2 separate regions of the Oryctolagus cuniculus genome follow, and region 1 is linked to region 2. The links are chromatin contacts, called in public Micro-C maps. All regions are on one chromosome and are shown on one strand. The core of a region is the stretch at or near the end of the contact, and the rest is flanking DNA. Distances in the headings are between cores, read along the strand shown.

Evidence for each region. A called contact is a pair of places that touch in the nucleus more often than the background predicts.
Region 1: a contact with region 2 is called in a Micro-C map of ear pinna, with 16 times the contacts expected there. The contact joins two enhancer-like sites. A contact is called at or near these places in 4 of 6 Hi-C or Micro-C datasets (ear pinna, psoas muscle, skin fibroblasts and 1 more).

The regions. Positions count from the first base shown.
Region 1 is chr15:29,689,984-29,696,952 of mOryCun1.1, reverse strand. It overlaps the pseudogene LOC100356908. Among named protein-coding and RNA genes, the nearest start is that of PKD2L1, 23 kb to the left of the region's middle. Within about 2 kb of position 2,727, at least 4 of the 8 cell types and tissues checked have an H3K27ac peak or open chromatin away from gene starts, as enhancers often do. A contact at or near this core is called in ear pinna, where this site is marked.
Region 2 is chr15:29,643,350-29,649,953 of mOryCun1.1, reverse strand. No RefSeq gene overlaps it. Among named protein-coding and RNA genes, the nearest start is that of PKD2L1, 70 kb to the left of the region's middle. Within about 2 kb of position 2,608, at least 4 of the 8 cell types and tissues checked have an H3K27ac peak or open chromatin away from gene starts, as enhancers often do. A contact at or near this core is called in ear pinna, where this site is marked.

The DNA of each region.
Region 1 (6,969 bases), core at 1,478-3,977, 47 kb before region 2:
TAGCTCTTCATTGAGTTATAACAGTTGAGGCACAGGGAATCATTTCTAAAATAGGATGATGCTATTAAGGTTCCTGCCTGCAAGACTGACAGGAGGGTGGGGTATGATTTGGGAATTAGGAAATGTCAAGGTAGGTGTGGTTTGACAAGACAGCTTAACAGTCAGGTGTGGCTGAGGATGAAGATGGGTCACCAGGTGGAGTGAGTTGGTTCTTCCTGGCAGAGGAGGCATCTGCAGTTCATGCATGAGTTAAGCTCTTTGCCCTTGCTACTCGAGGGGTCACACCACCAGGAGTTGTCCCTGAGCATTACCGAGTGTCACTGGGCATATGCTTGGACATATGAGAGATGAGGTGGCTTAACTAGTTTGTCACCTTCTCCACACCCAGGAGAGCCAGGTGCTAGGACCACAGTTCTGGAGCCAGATCACAGAATGGCTCACTCCTCACAGCTTTCTCACTGAGGGAATTCAGGTACCTCAGCAGTAAAAGGAGGCACTAATAGCTCCTGCTCTGATCCAGTGAGATACTGCGCACATGGCGCAGTGCCTGGATGCAGTAACTCTTGTTATTATTACCATGGCACCCACAGGTCTGGTGGGCACAGGACATGGGTTTCTTGCTCAAAAGGAAGTGTGATTTGTGTTTATGCAATGCTGTAACCACTTTAATGTAGAGCATACTATTTGGGTTTTTCTGTGATGTGGTAGAGCCAGATTATCATTTTAGACTCTTTAGTTTATAGCAGTTGCCTTTTCTCATGTGGCTTATCTTGGTCCCCTGGATTTCTGAGACTAGAGACTACAACAATGTATAATTAAGAAAATGAAGTGCTTCCTTTAATCAATACCTCCTTAATATATTCAGGTTTAAGTCTCAGCTGCAACTAATAGTAAAAACATTACCATTTTTAAATTGAGGTATATTCCCTGTGCCATAGAATCACTCTTTTAAGGTGTATGATTCAGTTACCTTTAGTATATTTACAGTGTGGTACAACCTCACTAGAATTAACTTCAGTGCCTTTTCCTCACTCCCGGCAAAGCCATGTGCCTTAGTGGTCACACTCCATTCCCCTCCCTCTAACCTTTGCCAGTTACCAATCTGCCCTTTTTTTCTAGGTTTGCTTATTCTAGACATTCCATATAAATTTAATCACACAATCAATATATGGTCTTTTCTGTCTGACTGCTTTGCCTTAGAGTAACATTTTCAAGGTTCATCCATATTATAGTGTATCAGGATTTTATCCTTTTTTATTCCTGAAGAATTCTATACACACACACACACCCACACACACACACCACATGGTGCTTATTCACCTGTTGATGGACCCTGAGCTTGTTGCTACTTTTTGGCTGTTACATAACGCGGCTATAAACATTCGTGTACAAGTTGTGCATACATATATTTTTAGTTCTAGAAGTAGAATTGCTAAAGTCACATGGTACCTCTATGTTTTTAACTTTTTGAGGAATTGCAAATGTCCTTTAAAACTGTAACATTTAGTGTCCTACCAAGAATATATGAGGATTCTAATTCTTCCATATCCTTACGAACACTTATTATTAGCTATTTACAAAAATAATAGCCATTGCAGTGGGTATAAAGTGGCATCTCATTTTGGTATTTCCTTGATAGTTAATACTGTTGTTAATAATGTTATCTCTTCATGTGTTTATTGGATATTTGTCTTCTTGGGAGAAATGTCTATTCAAATATTTCATCTATTTTTAAGTTGGTTGAATTGCAAACATTCCTTTTATGTTTTGGTGTTAGTCCTTTACAGATATGTTATTTGGAACATTTTCTCCCATTATGGATGGATTCCTTTTTCACTTTCTTGATGGTGTGTATATATATATATTATTTGAAGCATGGAAGTTCTCATTTGGGAAGGCAGGAGATAATGGTCCAAATACTTAGGTCCCTGCCACACATGTGGGAGATCTGAATGGTTTCTCTGATTCCGGTTCTGGCCTGACCCAGCCCTGGCTCTTGCAAGCATTTGGGAAGTTAACCACCAGATGGAAGATCTCTCTGTGTCACTCTGCCTTTCAAATAAATATATCAATCAATCAGTAAATGAAAATCTATCCTTTTTTAAAAGGTTTATTTTATTTATTCAAAAGACAGAGGGACAGAGAGAGGTAGAGCCAGAGAAAGGTCTTCCATCTGCTGGTTCACTCCCCAGATAGCTGTAATGGCCAGAGCTGAGCTGATCCTAGCCAGGAGCTAGGAGCTTCTTCTGGATCTCCTATGTGGGTACAGGGGCTATCTTTTACTGCTTTCCCAGGCCATAGCAAAGTGCTGGATCGAAAGTGGAGCAGCCTGGATTTGAACCGGCGCCCATATGGGATGCTGGCACTGCAGGCCAGGGCTTTAACCCACTGTACCATAGTACTGGCCCAGAAAATCTATCTGTCTTAAGAGACAAAAAAGACTGGCTTTCCTAGGCAGTGCTTCTCCTGTGCCCTTCTTCCCATAGGTTCTCTGACTTGGGTCCATGGGACCATGTGACACATGAAAACCTGGCTGTCCCAGGCTGAGGTGCCAGCAGGTGTTAAGTTTGATCTAATGGCAGCAGACTCTGGTTTCCTGCTGCTCAAGATTTTAACCTAAAGTTACCCCTCAAAACAGCAGGGCAGGGCAGGTTCCTAGGTATGAGTCAACCCTTAGGTTCCACTTCTTTTTTACTTTTAAAGGCACAGCACATAGGCAGGAAGATAGGCCATAGAGGCAGGTCCCAGGAGCCTGAATCACAGCCACAAAACTCACAGACATGGTGCAATTGTATTCATTTCCCTTTTATTGTGAACCAGCACAGTGCCAGATCAGTACAACTAGCCTCAGAGTTGCCAGGAATAGAAGTTATTGCAAAATTATACTTAGGTCACAGATAACTCCTGTCCCACATAAAGAAGGGGAAATCCACCAAGCAAAGAAAATGTGTCCTGCACTGTTCTCATGGCACTGAGGATGCGTTCTCATGTCTTCTTTAATTATCCATCACTTATCCATGGATACATTCAATCTCTTATAGCATTTGGATTTTGGATTACAGCTACTGTGGGAATACCTAGGACTTGTGAATTCCCCTGCTGAAGGATACCAGATGCTTTACTAAAAAATCAGTCATGCCTCAGAAATTGCCCTTTTAATGTGAGTCAGCATTATTATGCCCATTTTAACAAAAGGAAAAGTAAGGCACATTATACTTTTTGTTAAGTTGTTGCCATTGATTTCTCAACAATGTTGCAGTGGATTCCTTTCTGAGAGGAGCAGTGTGATGGGGGCAAGAGGCGCGGAGTCACAGACCCCGGGGAGTCAGGTGAAAGCAGGCTTGAGGCGAGCAGCCCGCAGACTCGTTTATTTCAGTTGGTACAACATCTTATATGGCCAAGACCAGCCAATCTGGTCAAGGGGCGGTCTATGCCCCAACCAATCACAGCCTGTTGCCAGGCAGTTTAAAAAGCCATCCAATCACAGCCTGCTTCCAGGCAGTTTCAGATCCATCCAATCACAGCCTGTTGCCAGGCAATTTCCAAAGCCATCCAATCACAGCCTGTTGCCAGGCAGGCTCCGTTGCCAGGTGGGTTTCAAAGCCATTCCTGAGTAACTGACACTCGCTTGCCAGTGGCTGTGATTGGATGGATTTGAAACCGCCTGGCAACAGGCTGTGATTGGATGGCTTTGGAAACTGCCTGGCAACAGGCTGTGATTGGTTGGGGCTGATCACCCAACACTCAATTGAAATTTCTTAGGCTGGAACAAAAATGTAGCCTTGAAGATGTTCACTGTGTTTGTTATCCAAACACGCTCTCATTTCTTTTTTTTTAATTTTTTGCCAGGCAGAGTTGGACAGTGAGAGAGAGAGACAGAGAGAGAGTTATAGACAGTGAGAGAGAGACAGAGAGAAAGGTCTTCCTTCCGTTGGTTCACCCCCCAAATGGCCACTACGGCCGGCGCTGCGCCAATCCAAAGCCAGGAGCCAGGTGCTTCCTCTTGGTCTCCCATGCGGGTGCAGGGACCCAAGCACTTGGGCCATCCTCCGCTGCCCTCCCGGGCCACAGCAGAGAGCTGGACTGAAAGAGGAGCAACCGGGACTAGATTCCAGGGTGCCGGCGCTGCAGGCGGAGGATTAGCCAAGTGAGCCATGGCGCCAGCTTTTTTTTTTTTTTTTTTTTTAAAGATTTATTTTATTTATTTGAAAGACAGAATTACAGAGAGAAGTAGAGACACAGAGAGAGGTCTTCCATCCATTGGTTAACTCCCCAGATGACTGCAAACAGCCAGAGCTGCACCGATCTGAAGCTAGGAACCAGGAGCTTCTTCCAGATCTCCCACATCGGTGTAGGGGCCCAAGGACCTGGGCCATCTTCTACTGCTTTCCCAGGCCATAGCAGAGAGCTGGATTGGAAGAGGAACAGCCGGGACTAGAACCGGCGCCCATATGGGATGCCGGCACTTCAGGCCAGAGCGTTAACCCGCTGTGCCAAGCACCAGCCCCTAAACATGCTTTCATTTCAGGAAAGGATGTCTGAGCCAGTCTATTGAGAGATCTGCTTAATTATTAAAATAACTATTTACACTGAGGACACTGTTACATTAGTAACCTTCTTCATATTTTTAAAAGAGCCACAGAGGTTTCCTTCACATTTTGGGCAGTTGAGTTGGTAAAGATCCTGTCTCCATTTTGTAGGAAGTGGATTATGTTCAAGTTCTCTTCGCAACAGCCAACTGGAACATTATTCTGCTTTTGAAGTACTGGCTGGGCTGGCATCTGCAATGGTAGCTAGATAAATGAGATTTCTATGTGACACATGCTGGTACTGGACACACTCATTTACCTGGCCCTTATTCTGATACTCCATGATACAGCAGATGAGCTGGTCATTCTCTTCCAGGAGCTGATGGATGGTCTCTCAATTGACTTCCACACTGCCCCTCAGCCAGTCAGGTACAAAGGCCACAGACATCCTGGGGAGCCTGGGCCCAGACTCTTTAATTAAACAGGAAATCCCAACAGGACTTTTTGTAGATTCATATGAATTGGCTTCATTACGAGAGAGAAGCATAACAGAGGTAGTGATGCTTTCATAAAATTTTAATATAGATGCTCCTAACTATCTGTCGAAGGCATCCTGAAGTTCTCATTTATGTGCCAGACAAGATTCATAATATGTTGACTGTTTCCCAGCTTTTTTGCCTGTGTACCACTGCTATCATTGGCCACATAGTTGTGGGGAGCAACCCGGACTTAGACTAAGTTACTGGAATTAAGACTTATTCTATGCATCTGCTCCCCCACAATATGGCGCTGGGAGAGGAGAAAAACAGCTTCTACCCAGCTGCCTCCAGTTCAACCAATAAACTGTAGGACTTGCTACTGATTGGAGGAGAGCAGCGTACTCGGCGTGTGGGCAGCCGAGTTGGGATTGGCAGAGGAGGACTATAAAGGAGGAGAGAGACGGCATTCACCAGGAACATCTAAGGGGAACATCTAAGGGAACACCTGTGCAGCCCCCAAGAGAGCCGGCCGGTGGTGTGCCGCTCCCCTGCGGAAGTGGGGAAAGTGGCCAGGGGGAACTGCCCTTCCACGGAGGTGGAAGGGATAGTAGCCAACCCGGGAAGAACCAGCAGCAAACCCGGGGAGGGCCAAGCAGACAGAAGAACAGCGCAGGGTCCTGTGTCGTTCCTCCATGAAGAGGGGGAGCGACACATAGTAAAGATGGAGAAACCTTTATTGTGGTCAGTAACCCAGATTTGCTGATGGATTGTGACCAAGAGTTTCCAATTTTGAAATGCTGGGCTCAGTCAGAAGTGGCAGCTCTTTGTGCTGTGGAGAATGAGGATATCTGCCAATGGCACAATATGAAGTACAAATCAGGATATGAGAATGTGACTCTGCATGTTCCAGCAGGACTGACAGTTCATGCCTCTTTACTATGTTTTATGACTCTGTTAATTACAATCCTGTGTTCTGTGCTGATCCTTGTAGCTGTTTTCAAATATGGCCATTTTCCCCTCCAAGTTTTATGTAGCTAAATGCTTTCTTTAAAACTAAGACCTATTCATTTGTCACTAGAGGTGTTGTTCTAGAATCAACTCATTATTTTTTCTTTTGTTTTTGTGACTTAAATAATGTTTACTAGAGGAAATCTTAGATCATTTTCAGCTAGTCCCAAAATTTAGTGCCCTATTGTATAGAACCTTGATAAACCTCAAACATCAAGAACCAAAAAAGGAAACTTCATTTTGTTAAATTAATATTTCCATTTGTGGCTTTATCTAGAGTAAAGATAAGAAAATGAATTATTTATGTATTAGAGACAAATTAGCCTCATTTGTGAGTATAAACCTTTGAATTTAACCTAAAAATTGTAAAAATCATTATAAATAAGAACAAAACAATTTGAGTGAAAGTCAAGTTTATTTAAACACTAATTTCATGAGAATATTAAACTATCTAGAGTTTCAAAACAACTTAGTAGGGCACTAAGAAATAATAATATCAAAATGGATTATCTGTTAAAGAATCTTCATTCTTTTATTTTTTCTAAGATTTTTTTAATTTGAAATGTAGAGAGAGAGAAAGAGAAAGAGAGAGATGTCTTCCATCTGTTGGTTAACTCTCCAAATGGCTGCAACAGCTGGGGTTATGCCAGGCTGAAGCCAGAAACCAGGAGCTTTTTCCAGGTCTCCCATGTGCGTGCAAGGGCCCAAACACTTGGCCCATCTTCCACTGTTTTCCCAGGCACATTAGCAGGGAACTGGATCAGAAGTGAAATAGCCAGGACTCAAACAGGTGCCCATGTGGGATGCTGGTGGTGTAGACAGCAACTTAACCCACTATGCCACAGCACTGGCCCCATCTTTATTCTTTTAAATTTTATTTCTTTTTAGTGTATGAATTAGCAAAGGGTTTGATGAAACTCAATATTAAGATTTAGTTCTGATTTAGTACACAT
Region 2 (6,604 bases), core at 1,359-3,858:
AAGAGAGAGAGGAATCCTGAGAGAGAGCAAGTGTGCTGGAAGCAGGTGAGGGGGATGGGCAGGGAAGTAGGAGCATCGAATCTCATTAGGGTGGGGGTGGATCTGACATCTGTGGTTGGGCCATGGGGCTTAGGACCGAAGCTTACTTTGCAAGGTGCCAGAGCCTAAGATGGTATCTGGGGCATAGATGGCACCACAGATAAGATGGTACCATTTTACTAACACCCAGTACTTGGACCATCTTCTGCTGACTTTCCAGGTGCATTAGCAGGGAGCTGGATCTGAAGTAGAGCAGCTGGGACCTGAACCAGCAACCATATAGGATGCCAGCACTACAGGCAGAGACTTAACTTTCTATGCCACAGCACTGGCTCCTCCATAACTTCTTTTTTTTTTTTTAGGATTTATTTATTTATTTATTTATTTGAAAAAGTTACACAGAGAGAGGAGAGGCAGAGAGAGAGAGAGAGAGAGAGAGAGAGAGAGAGAGGTCTTCCATCCACTGGTTCACTCCCCAGTTGGCCACAACGGCTGGAACTGCACCAATCTGAAGCCAAGAAGCCAGGAGCTTCCTCCAGGTCTTCCCACCCGGTGCAGGAGCCCAAGGACTTGGGCTGTCTTCTGCTTTCCCAGGATATAGCAGAGAGTCAGATTGGAAGTGGAGCAGCTAGAACTTGAACTGGTGCCCATAAGGGCTGCCGGCACTGCAGGCAGTGGCTTTACCCACTTTGTCACAGTGCTGACCACCCCTCTCCATAACTTCTTGAGTCTTGAATTTTCTCCTCAGCTGAACTCTGAAACGCCTTGGATCCCATTTCTGTGCCTCTTTCAAACACCAAATCCATATTTACAACTACCCACTGAGCGTATTTCCATATCGATGTACTTCTTCTGACTCAAATTTGGCATGAAAGAAGCTGAACTCCACCCCCTTTCCAGAATCTGCTTCTCTTTTTCCTACTATTTCAGCAGTGCACGTGCTACCATCTCTGTCATTCAAGCTACAAACCTCAACATCACCTTTTCCTCCTGTCCTCCTGCATCTCACAGATCCAGTCATTAAGTAGTATTGATTCCTCTCCAAAAAACTCCTGAGCTTGTGCCCTTCCTTTCCATTCCCATCATACTCTCCTAAGTTGAGACCCCAGGAGCCCTCACCTGGGTTTAGCAGTACCTGAGAATTGGTGCACCGGCCCTCATCTGGTCTGCTGCCCTGCCCTGTGCCCATCAGAGCCACCTTTCTGAAACCATTAAAAGTCTGGTGACTCCTTATCACCTGCAGAAGCTGGGCTGCACCCTCCATGCAGGCCCAAAGCCGCCTTGCCACATTCCCTGCCTCCCCACCTCACACACTTCCTGCTCCAGCTCTGCAGCCAGGCAGATCCTGAACACTCTGGGATTTCTGTGCCTTCATTCCCCCTCTCCTTAGGGCAGGCGTTTGTCACAGTCTGCAGCCCTTAAGACTCCTTTGGGGATGCGTGCATTCCACATCAGAGTCATGGGTTGGAGTCCCAGCTCCTCCAATTCAGACCCAGCTTCCTGCTAACCTACAGCCTTGGAGGCAGTGGATGACAGCTGGAGTTGCTGAGTCCCTCCTGCCATCCACGTGGGAGGCCACAGGAGACTGGGATTGGGTTCCAGCCTCCTGGCCTTCTCCTGGCCAGCCCTGGCTGTTGCTGGTATTTGCGGGGATGGGAGGGAGCAGCGAATGGAAGATGTCTCCATCTCCCTCTTTCTCTCTCACTGCCTTTCAAATTACACTAAGGTGACTTCTGCTCTCCGCATGCCCACCCGCTGTTTGTTCCGCTGACTCTCGGCCCCTCTCCCTGCTCCCCAGTGGCTGTTTGCAGTGAGCTCCGCCTGGGGCCTGTCCTGGTCAGCCAGGGCCACAGGGCCTCCAAGGCCGCTGTGGACCAGAGGTGCAGGGAAGGGAACCGCAGGGGGAGGCCGGGCAGAGAGCGAGGCCACAGCCCTGTCTGCGCTGCCCCGCAGAGAAGCGGGGGGGGGGGGGGAGCCCACTACAGGGAAGGAACCTGCTCTCCACTGCGATGCACGTGAAACTCCGACCCACTACTAGTGCGCCCGCACTTCCCCATTCCCGGGGAGGGCAGACTGAGGGCTGGGAGAGGAGCGCCTGAGGCAGACGCCCTGAAAGGAAAAATGCCACCAGGCCCTGGTGCTTCACAGGAGCGGGAGGCTGGAACGATCGCGCCTCCTGGTTGGAGCAGACGGAATCAGACAAGCTTGGCGGCTGCTGATTGGCTCCGCCGGGTCAGGCGCTGTTGGCTGGCTTGTGTGTCAGTAGCTTGCAGGACCTGGGTCTGTGACCGACAGTAACCCCGGTGGGAGGGGCGGGGCGCGCGCCTGTCCTCAAGGCTCCTGCTGGCCGCCAGCCAGGCTCAGGCAGGCCCGCCCTCAGCAGAGGGGGCTGGGCGAGAGCCAGGCAGGCGGTGGCTTGGGGATGTTCAGTGGGCTGAGTGCTGCGTGCCCACCCGCCTGGCTGCCGCTGGCCCATGGCTTCCACGCAGAGCCGCTGGCTTTGTGCACTGGGCCTTGCGTGTTTGGGAGAGTTTGGTGTGGATCTGTGTGTGGACAGAGGTGTTGGAGGTGGCTGGGGCATGGTGTTATAGCCACGTGGGTGGCTGTTGTGGCTGTGCCCAAGTGACCACAGGGAGGGGGTTCATGGCCTGGCCTGCCCCGGCTCCCTAGGCCCTATGGTGAAAAAGGCGAGAGTGGACGCTTTGGCCCTGGGAGAACCTTTCTGGCAGAGGTGCCATGTGGCCACCCTCTACCCCAGGGAGAAGGGCAGTCTGGGGACGGGCTTCCTTGGGGGTAGGGAGGAGAAAGGGACAGATGTGTCCACATGAAGGAGCAGAGGTGACCTGGTGCGTTGCTGGTGTGGTGCCAGTGGGGTCAGCCCCTTTGGAGACATTAAACACAGAATAACCGTGTGTCCCAGCCCTCCACGCCTAGGTAGATACCCGAGTGAGTTGCAGACAGGTGTCCATAGCAGCACTGTTCACAGTAGCAAAAAGGTGGTGACAGCTCACACGGTCATCAGTGGATGAACTTGTAAACCACCATCCATTTTACCAGCATACACTGGGGTAGCAGGAGGCAATGAAAGACATGCAGACCAATCCTTACCATGGATGACCATCAATCACGTTATTTTAAGGAAGGAGCCCACCATACGATGTCACATTCCATTGCTATGAAATATCCAGAACTGATAACTTCTTAGATACAGAGAGCAAATTAGTGTTTGCCAGGGATTGGGATGCAGTGGGGGTGGGGGTGGGGGTGGGGGTGGGAAGAAGATAAGGAGTCACTGTTGGATAGACAGGGTTTTCTTTGGGATGGTGAAAAGGTTTTGAAAGTAGAGGTGATGGTTGCACAATGTAGTGAATGTGCTAAATACCACAAAACTATACACTTTAACATGGTTAGTTTTGGGGGCTGGCGCTGTAGCGTAGCATGTTAACGCCCTGGCTTGAAGTGCCGGCATCCCATATGGGCGCCGGTTTGAGAACCAGCTGCTGCACTTCCGATCCAGCTCTCTACTGTGGCCTGGGAAAGCAGTAGAAGATGGCCCAAGAAGGTCCTGCACCCTCATGGGAGACCCAGAGGAAGATTCTGGTTCCTGGCTTTGGATTGGCACAGCTCCAGCCATTGTGGCCAGTTGAGTGAATCAGTGGATGGAAGATCTCTCTCTCTCTCTCTCTCTCTCTCTCTGTAACTCTTAAGTTTCAAATAAAAAAATACATCTTTAAAAAAGGTTTTAAAAAAGGTTAGTTTTATATTATGTAAATTCCACTACAGTTAAAATGTGTGTGCGTGTGTATATATATCTGAAAGAAACAATAAGCAAAAGAAACAAAGAAACAAATAAACCTCTTGTGTCCAGAATTCTCTAAGGAATGAGAAAACAGCCATGAATCATTCTGGGCCCTCTGTGGCCTTCATGTTCGCTTTCCTCTGCTTATTTCCTCTCTTTGTTCACCAAGGTTTTTAAAGCTACTCACTGCTCCCTAATGGGAAATGGCTCAAGGGAGAGGCCCTTTTGACTGCATTGAGGAGGTCCTGGCCTGGGCAGAGAACCCTGTGAGTCAGCAGAGCCCACACTGAGCCCTTGTGAGCCCTCTGTGGCCTGGGTGTGGCAGATTGGGCAGGACTCCGTGGGAGAGGGGCTGACTTGGGTCCCCAAAGGGGGAAGCTCATGCTTCTAGCAACCACACTGTGGAATTTCAGCCTTTTTTGAGCCTGGGATTAGAGACTATAGCATTTGCCCCGAAGTCTATTTACAACAGTCAGCGTTTTTCTTGTAGCATAGAGTTAACTATAGGTCACAGAATAGGACTCCCACTCCCTGTGACATTTCACAGATTCACGCAGTCAGAATTTAAAACAAGATGTGTGATCTTCCCAGCTCTTTGACTATTTAGGCTCAGGGAGTCATTTTTGAAAGAGGAGGCTGCCCTTGCAGAGTGCAAGACCATGCAGGAGGGTGGAGAATGCTGGGAAAGAAAGAGGAAAGGTCAGGCAAGTTGCTGTGATTTGAAAGGACTGCTTAACACTCCGGCATGGTGGCTGGTGCTGTGATGCAGCAGGTTAAAGCCCTAGCTTGCAATGCTAGCATCCCATATGGGTGCCTGTTTGAGTACTGGCTGCTCCGCTTCTGATCCAGCTCCCTGCTAATGGGCCTGGGAGAGCAGCAAGGGATGGCCCAAGTCCTTGGGCCCCTGCACCCACATGGGAGACCTGAAAGATGCTCCTGACTCCTGGCTTTGGATCAGCTCAGCTCTGGCTGTTTTGGCCATTTAGGGAGTGAACCAGAGGATGGAAGACCTCTCTGTCTCTCTGTCTCTACCTCTCTCTGTAACTCTTTCAACTAAATAAGAAAATAAATTTTAAAAAAATAACCTCAGGCATGGTTGAGGATGAAGGTGGGTCCCCAGGTGAAGTGAGTTGGGTCTTTCTGGCAGAGGTGGCGTCATAAATGAGTGAAGCTCCCTGCCATTGCTACCCAAGGAGGGGCCATGCCAGGCTTTGCCTCTGAGTGTTAGTGACTACCACCGTTCCTATACTTGGATGTGTGAGAGATGTAGGCTTCACTAGTTTGTCATCTGCTCCACGCCCAGGAAAGCCAGGTGTTAGGATTACGGTTCTGGAGCCAGATCAGAGCACCGGGCTCACTCCCTCACAGATTTCTCCTTGAAGAAATTCAGGTACCTCAGAGGTAAAATGAGTCACAAATAGCACCTGCTTCTGATGTGGTGAGATGGCACACCATCCATCACTTGACACAGTGCCTAGTTATGGTAACTGTTATTGTTGGACCAGTGAACCATGGTACTCACAAGTCTGGTAGACTCAGGACATGGATTTCCTGCTCAAGAGGAAGTAAAACATGTGTTTATGCAATGCTCTAAACCCCTTTAACTAATGTAGAGTGTATCACTTGGATTTTTTCAAGTGGTGGTATAGCAAGGTTGTCATCATGGACACTCCAGTTTGCAGCAGTTGCCTTTTCTTATGTGTCTATTCTTAGTCTCCTTGATGTTTGAGTCTAGAGATCACAGCACTATATATTTAAGACAATGGAGTGCTTCTTTAATCAAATAAGTTAAATTACAGTGCTTCTCTTGTGTATTTGGGTTTGAGCGTTAGCTACAAGTAATAGGAAAGCTCTTACAATACAGAGCTTTTGTTCCTCATCTAGTTTTTTCTTGAGATATATTTCATGTGGCATGAAGTGACCCTTTTAAGGTGTATGATTCAGCTGTTTTCAGTACACTCACAGGGTGGTGCTGCTATTGCCAGAATCTAACTGAACATTTTCATCACTCCATGCAAACCCATGCCCATTAGCAGTCACTCCCATTCCTCTTCCCCAGCTCTGGGCAACACCCCTCTGCTTTCTATCTCTGGATTTGCCTGTTCTGTGCAGCTCAGATAGATAGAATAATAAAGTATGTGGCCTTTTGTGTCTGATGCTCTGCTTTAGAACGGTGCTTTCTAGGCCCATTCATGTTATATTGTGTATCACTTCATCATGCTTTTATGACTCTGTATTTCCCATAATGTGAATAAACCACGTGTGTTTGTTCATCTAGTGATAAACACTTGTCTTGTTTCTGTTGATTAGTTATGTGATGTATCTATGAATATTCATGTACAATTTTTTTATGTGGACGTGTTTTCAGTTCTTGGAGGTATACACCTAGGAGTAGAATTGTTGAGTCATGTGGTGCCCATTATATATTTATCCTTTGGGGGAACTGCCCAACTATTTTCCAAAAATATCTGCATCATTGTATATTTTCCAGCGTTGTGTGAGGATTCCAATTCCTTCACATTCCAAGCATTTGTTATTAACTAATTTTTTAAAAAATATTTATTTACTTGAAAGAGTTACACAGAGAGAGAAGGAGAGGCAGAGAGAGAGAGAGAGAGAGACAGAGAGAGAGAGATCTTCAATCTGCTGGTTCACTCCCCAGATGGCCGCAATGGCCAATGGCCAGAGATATGATGATCCGAAGCCAAGAGCCAAGAGCTTCTTCTGGGTCTCCCACACAGGTGCAGGGGCCCAAGGACTTGGGCC